Linked DNA regions of Hordeum vulgare: region 1 is linked to region 2. Evidence: chromatin contacts called from public Hi-C data. All regions are on one chromosome and are shown on one strand. The core of a region is the stretch at or near the end of the contact, and the rest is flanking DNA. Distances in the headings are between cores, read along the strand shown. Region 1 has its middle 59 kb from the start of LOC123399348. Region 2 has its middle 49 kb from the start of LOC123399344.

Evidence for each region. Hi-C and Micro-C count contacts between places; a contact is called where the count stands out from the background.
Region 1: a Hi-C map of leaf shows a contact between it and region 2, with 5 times the contacts expected there. The contact joins two enhancer-like sites. A contact is called at or near these places in 2 of 6 Hi-C or Micro-C datasets (leaf and seedling).

What each region holds. Positions count from the first base shown.
Region 1 is chr5H:476,535,057-476,538,755 of MorexV3_pseudomolecules_assembly, forward strand. No RefSeq gene overlaps it. Among protein-coding and RNA genes, the nearest start is that of LOC123399348, 59 kb to the left of the region's middle. Within about 2 kb of position 1,310, at least 2 of the 3 cell types and tissues checked have open chromatin away from gene starts, as enhancers often do. A contact at or near this core is called in leaf, where this site is marked.
Region 2 is chr5H:476,404,811-476,408,258 of MorexV3_pseudomolecules_assembly, forward strand. No RefSeq gene overlaps it. Among protein-coding and RNA genes, the nearest start is that of LOC123399344, 49 kb to the left of the region's middle. Within about 2 kb of position 1,506, at least 2 of the 3 cell types and tissues checked have open chromatin away from gene starts, as enhancers often do. A contact at or near this core is called in leaf, where this site is marked.

The sequences.
Region 1 (3,699 bases), core at 60-2,559, 130 kb after region 2:
ATCACTCCTGTCCATACCGGATTTCTAAAACCGATGAAGTCATGACAATCAAAGATTGGAAAAAATGTATGGTCAATCGTAGAGAGCTACTTGGAAGCAACATTGTGCGTAGGTCAAGAATTGGAGACAAGATGATCTCCATTCTCCATAATGGGGAGTCAGGGCCTATATTGTTTTATGATATTCCACCTAAGCACATGAGTAGGTCCTAGGTACAATGTGTTATTATGTGCTACAATGTGTTAGAGTTGACGATCATGATGAGGAGGAGTTGTGATTATGATTAGTGACCAACTTTTATTATATGATGTCTCATTGACGAAAATGATATTAAATAGTATTGGTGGTAATGACTATGATGATTATTAGTTATTTCCGAGATGATGTGATGATGTGCTACAATGTGTTAGAGTTGACGATGATGATGATGAGGAGTTGTGATTATGACTAGTGACCAACTTTTGTTATATGATGTCTCATTGACTATGATGATTACTTCTACATCACTATGTATCGCTATTTTCGAGATGATATGATGATATTTTATGAAACTATTGTATATAATATGTATCACTTACTTCTATATCACTTAGGGTGTGTTTGCTTTGAGGATATAGTGGCACGAGACGGGTTGATTCCGTCTGCGGTCCACCATTCCAATGTTTAGTTGAGGATGGAACCGGAACCGGGTGATCCTTAAAAAAGGAATATTCCCTATATATGCTTCATCAAGTGATTCCACCAAATCGAAGAAATCACCTGGTTATTCTTCTCTTATTGATAGAAGAAAAAAGAAAACACCCATGCTAATTGTTAAAACCAAAAATACGATGGAAATGTTGCTGAAATTTATATAATATTTCGATTAAAAAAAGAATAACCCCACAAGGTGAGTTGAGTCATATTCTTCTTATTTCATATCTCCAACCAAACACAAGAATTGAACGAACCCGTGATATTTTTTATCTTCAACCGAACACAAAAATGAAATCAACCCATTCCTTCAAGACCATGACATGTCATATCTTTTGGTTCTCAAACCAAACACACCCTTATATATGTATCACTATGATGAATTGTATCCGAAGATATAAAATGGAATGGTAGAAAAAAAGACTGTACTTGGACTCATTCGGCGTGCAAAGCACGGAAAGGGCCAAAGGGGAGCGGCAAATTAACAGGCGTAGCTGCTCGAAGGGTCACTTCAGTGGGCACAATCCATCCGTTTCCGTTGGCTGTAGCCTGTGGCAACCAGTGATGAATGGACCGTGCACGCGTGCGCTACCTCGTTTTTGGAGAGATTCAGCCAGCATGCAATGTGTGGCCCCAGACTGGAAGACTCTCTCTCTCTGACACACACACGCTGACACACACAGAGTCACACACACACGTTAAGTGGGAGTACATCATTTTCTCCCAGTAAAAAAGTCACATGGGATGTGAAATCGATAAAATTGATCCGTTGACGAAACAATTTCACAAACTCGACTTCGTTTAAGAAAAATTCATTTACCTGACCTTTTTATGTGGCGTTCTACATTATGTAACGCCTAACATATGTACGTTACACTTTTAGTCAGCGTGACATCCGGGGCTATACTCCTGGTTCTGTGGCGCCTAAGAAAAAGGACACACATTATATTGTGTGGCGCCTAGCTGAAATGAGTCACACTATTTTATATTAAAATTGATGTAATTTTAATTTGTACATCCGATGAAAATGTGTTTTATATGGGTATCATGTATTTTTCTGTGTTCTATGCAATGGTGTAATTTTCAACTATATTTGAATAATTTTTTTGATGAAAATTCTATTACAAAAATGCATCATAGTATAACTGGTCGAATTTGTTAAGACACACAAACTTTTCAACTATATAAGACTATATAAGAGACGAAATTATACTATGATGTATTTTTCTGTCATAATAAATTTGATCAGTTATACTATGATGCATTTTTGTAACTGATTTTTTATCAAAAAAATTATCCTAATATAGTTGAAAATGCCACCACTGCGTAGAACACAGAAAAATACAGAATATTCATATAAGACACATTTTCATCGAATGTACGAATTAAAAGTTACATCAGTTAAATATAAGATAGTGTGACTCCTTTCAATAAGGCGTCACACAATATAGTGTGGCTTCTTTCTTTTAGACGTGACAATCAAGAATGTGGCTTCGGGTGCCACGTTGGCCAGAAGTGTAACATCTTTATGCTAGACGTTACATAGTGTAGTGTGACGCCCGGCTGCCGGGCACTACACAAAATGGTCAGCAATGTGAATTTTTTTAAACCCAGTTTGATTTGTGAATTTGTTTGGTTCAGGTGTCAATTTTGTGGGTTTTGCCGAGATGTGATAACTACTGTATCAGAATACTTTTGGCGGCGAAGGAACAGCACGGTGAAAATTATCGCTCGTACCGTCGTACATACTGGTATGCAAAGTCTAATCACACTCCAACGTCAGGCTTTTGTCTTTTAAGAAAAGTAGGGTACAAATAGGAACTACTCCTCACTGAAAGCCTGATCGATAGTGCCCCAGCAGATCATCTCTAATCAATGTCACCACCGCATCATTTGCGAGAATCTGATCATTAAATATCCTGCGGCTCCTCTCCTTCCAGAGATGACATGCCACAAGGAATGACAACACTGACAGGTGAAGAAGTTGCTTGTTTTAGGCTTAAGAGACGGCGCCGTCCCCCGTCCATGGATACAGCAGCGAATCTAGGACGAAAATGCAGGGTAGGCTTTGTGTAACCTAGTTGTTCTAGGTTGCACCTATTTTTTTTGGACGGAGCCTGCCAAAAATGCTAAGGCTTAGTACTGAAAAGAAATCATGATTTCTGAGGGCTCAAGCCATGCGAAGCCTGGCCCTTGGATTCGCCACTGCATGGATAGATGTGGAAACCTTAGGACGCGAGGAGTTGAAGGCGAACCAAACCTCTATGGCCTCAGGAACATAAACTGTTTTTCATTGCATGCATGGCCGCCATACTTGAGCTTCGCCAACGAGGGTAATCGTCTGAAAATATGTTGAGATACAGAGTCTGATGCATGGCAGGCAGTGTCACGTCAAGATGGTGTAGCATGTGCGCGCTATAGAAGAAACCTAGCTAGACCTGCTCCACTATGGAGTAGCTTGGAGTATGATACAGTCGTAGGCCGGCTAGGCTAGGTAGCAGTATCCTGTACAGTGTACTCACGTACGAGCCCACGTATCGCAATGATGAGTATAGCTAAGTATGAGAAAACGTACGCGCTCCGCCACGGCGCGTGCCGTCTTGGGGCACCTATCCGTCAATCGTCAGCCGTCAGCCGTCAGCACGGTCACGGCCTCACCGTGTCTGCTCCTCTCCGGCTAGGCGGTCCAGCACGCTTCGTCTGCCAACTCTGCCGAAGAAGATAAAATAACTTGTGTGGAATCTTCGTGTCACCATGCATGCAATCACGCTCTGGATTACGATTAGCATGGGGGCGACGAATTGCTAGGCTAGGCTAGCCTAGGCAGGCAGATCGGCATAAATTGAATGCAGTTATGACACCCATGCCTGCCTCCGGACGGGATCCAACGATGGAGCAGAGGCGTAAATGCCATAACGTCGTGTCCCTGGAAGGCCGCTGGTCGATCGATGGCCGACGTCGCTGGGGCTCCGGCCGGTGTGGGATGGCCGTAAATGTGGAGACCAA
Region 2 (3,448 bases), core at 256-2,755:
TTATCTGGTATGTATTTGGTGTTGTAAATGTTTATTTTTGTATAAAATTGGTCAAAGTTTACTTTAGAAAAGAATTATATGGACTATAAATTAGTAATAACAGAGTACAAGGTCACACATGGTAATTTGGTTCTAACTTTGAAATTCATTTGGAAGGAAATAAAAGAAATATTATATGCCAATTGAATTTGTATTTGAAAAAAGATTCCAACAATATTTTGTGTGTGGCCTTGTACAATAACATGTTCTTAAGTAGTACAGGAGATTTAAGAGACTAAAATGAGTACAAATGTTTGGCACACAATAGTGTCCAGTGTTCCTATATATATAGTTACAACTCACTACTAGTACATATTTTTCCTATCCATCCAGCTATGCCGATCAACTCTTGCATGTTAGTTATAACCTGCAATATTTTGCATTAACTAACCAATTCAACCATGCCTCATCAACAAATCATACATGTCAATTATAAGTAACATTTATTTATGTTGTCATGTATGGTATATATATGACGCTCGGAGCATACATATATATGAGGCTTGCGGCATACATATATATGTAGTTCTCGGTTCATACTTTTGTTAGAAAATTGCATCTTGTTAATTTTCAAAATTTTATTATTATGCTGTATTGCTTTTAAAATATAATAAATCATCTACATTTATTCATTTCTTAACAAGTTTCGACAGCAACGCGTGAATAGCCGGATCTAGTAGCAAGCCAACTGTTTACAAACTATAGGAGCCGTATATATGTTTGGCCTTTTCTATCCACGTTAATGCCGGTAAAGAAAAAGCTAAAATTGTGCAGCAATTAAATACACTTGGGAGAGAATTCAAACTAGCATTCAACTCGCGCGCAGTGGTGTAGAGCCCCCCGCTACCAGCAAGACACTGTTCCAATTCGTTGGATGGCCCGTGCATTTCCTGTTGATCGAGCCACGGCTAGCAATAGGGTATGGGCGGCTTAAATTGATGGATCTACACGGTACATCCATTTTGTCTTCAATAATTCTACATGCATTGATTATGATCGATCATTAGCTAGGGAGTATCTTAATTACGTAACTATGGTTTCACATGCATGCTAACCTGAACGTAATTGCGCTAACCTGGACTGGACTTAACTGAACATCTGTACGTAGGCACATATGATGTTCCCTTGCAGGCATATTGTACTGTACTCTTCTCATGAAGAAGGATCATAGTATACATTATTGTCGGTTAAATTTGTGACGTACAAAATCCTTGCACTCCATAGGTATTGTAGATAGAAGTACTACTGATCATGGACGAGATCAAGTGCTTGGAGCTATAGACAGATGGAATTGTGGTGATGAGCATTGAAACCCAGTGTGCATGCGCTTGCAGCACCGTGGGTGGCCCAGCATGCATGCGGCTAGCCATGCATGCATGATGCATCCATCGGTCCAGCACGTACCAGTACTGTTCCAATTAATTAGGCGGTTGGCGCGATCACTGTACCTAGCCGCGGTGGGGATTTAAGGGGTAATTGAGCCTGACGTAGAGACTGTACCCTACTGCTCGCTTCTATCTATCGTAGCGTATACCTGTCATGGCCGTCGGGCCCGCCCAACCAAGAGGATCGTCCGAGAATTCAATCGTGTTCTTTTTTCTTTCCTTCTTTTCGAGTTTAAGTCATGGTGTTGATTAGTGTAGCTTCGCCTCTGCGCCATCCTGGGAGATCTATATTCAGCAATTTTAACTTTGCCGGAAGCCACAACACCGGAAGAAAACGCCGTAGCTGTGGCGACCGACCTAGTCTTGAGCATCTGGTTGATCATACTTGTTGGTGTATAGTGTATATCAATTACCATGTGTGGTAGTGTGTAGGAGATCCGGAGACGATTGGATTGGGGGTATGTACGTACACGGTGGGCTTGGTATGTAGAGGATCCGGGAGAGCAGACAGAGTGGGTTCAAGGTATGAGCACTGAATGCGCACAGTGGAGGCCATTGAATGTGGAATAGTGGCCAGAGAACAAATGGCGTGGTGGTGTGATGGCGCGGCCTACAGTGATGTGGTTCGACAAGCGCCGGACCCGACCCGACCGCCATTAATCCCACGATTGACAAGCGCGAGACAGGGCCGGGCGAGAAATATATGACCTACTGGTGCGTGGAGGAGAGGGCGCCCGCGAGGTCGGTCGACCCCCCTCGGCCTTTCATCACTTGCTCCACGTCGCCATCCTCAGGCCCTTTTCTCCCTTTTCCCTGCTGGCCGGCTCCTGTAGATCCAGGAGTGTGCATGGCACGGCGAATCGGTGGTTCGATGTACCGGCCGGCCGGTTGGTGTGCCTGAATTAATTCATGTGGTTTACAAGAGGTTTCAGTTTGGTAGCATGGCAGCAAAGAATTACCGTCGCTCTCCTCCGGGTCTCTTGGTGCCCTGGAATAGCCGGCGGTGTGCACGAGGTTTCAGTTTTTTGAGTTTTGACAAGGAAAAGGAGGAGACAGACTTCCTCGTAGGGGTGGTGGAAGCTACTTGCTAGGCAAACATTTGAGACATGGGAGGCTGGAGGGCGAGGATATATACAAGAGCATCTCAAGCACACCCTCAAACCCGTTTTTTTTTTTTTTTTGTGTTTTACAATTTAAGTCGTAAAAAATGTGTAGAATAGAAACCGTAAAAGTTGTCCAACCAATAAATTTTTTAAGGGACACGGTAAAGCCACATCGGAAATCTTTATTTTTAAAGGTTGGAAGGCCGATTCCGGGGGCCCCGTATACCGGTCAAACCTCGTCGGAGCAAACACGCCGCCCCGGAGTTTGCCGAAATCCGTTCTAAACTTGTCGGAATTCATCGCCACGTGTCAGAAAAGGCCGCTGGACGCCACAATCGATCGCCGCCGAGTTGAATTGAACGAGCTCGACCTCGTCATGGCCTCCCATAACCTCAGTCTGTCTGTCGGAATCCTCTCAGCGTGACAGGCAAAGGGGCACGACTCGGCCGGCGCGGCTGGCAACAGAGAAAGTCGCTGAAGACGAAGGTGACGGGGCATAGCCGGCGGGCGACAAGCCGTGGCCGGCAAGGCTGGACGAGGATGGGCCGTCGCCGACGGGCGACGGGGCATGGCCGGCGTGGTGATGGGGCGCAACCTACGAGGATGGGCCGTCGCCGACAGGCGACGGGGCATGGCCGACGGGCGAGGGGGCGCGACCAACGGGCGACGGGGCGCGGCCGACCGGGTTGGACGCGGCCGGCATGGCCGACACGGACGGCTGGAGGAAGGGGCAGCGGCCACCGGACCAGAGGAAGGATCTCTTTATCGCAGTTTTACAGTTTCTGTTCGGGCATAGCTAAAATGAACCCTTAAAATGCCTATTTTTCAACCCGTATCCCACTTTTACAGTTTGCGTTTTTACAATGTCTGCTAGAGATGGTCTTCTTAGATATTCAACTATGGACTCCATACACGCAAAAT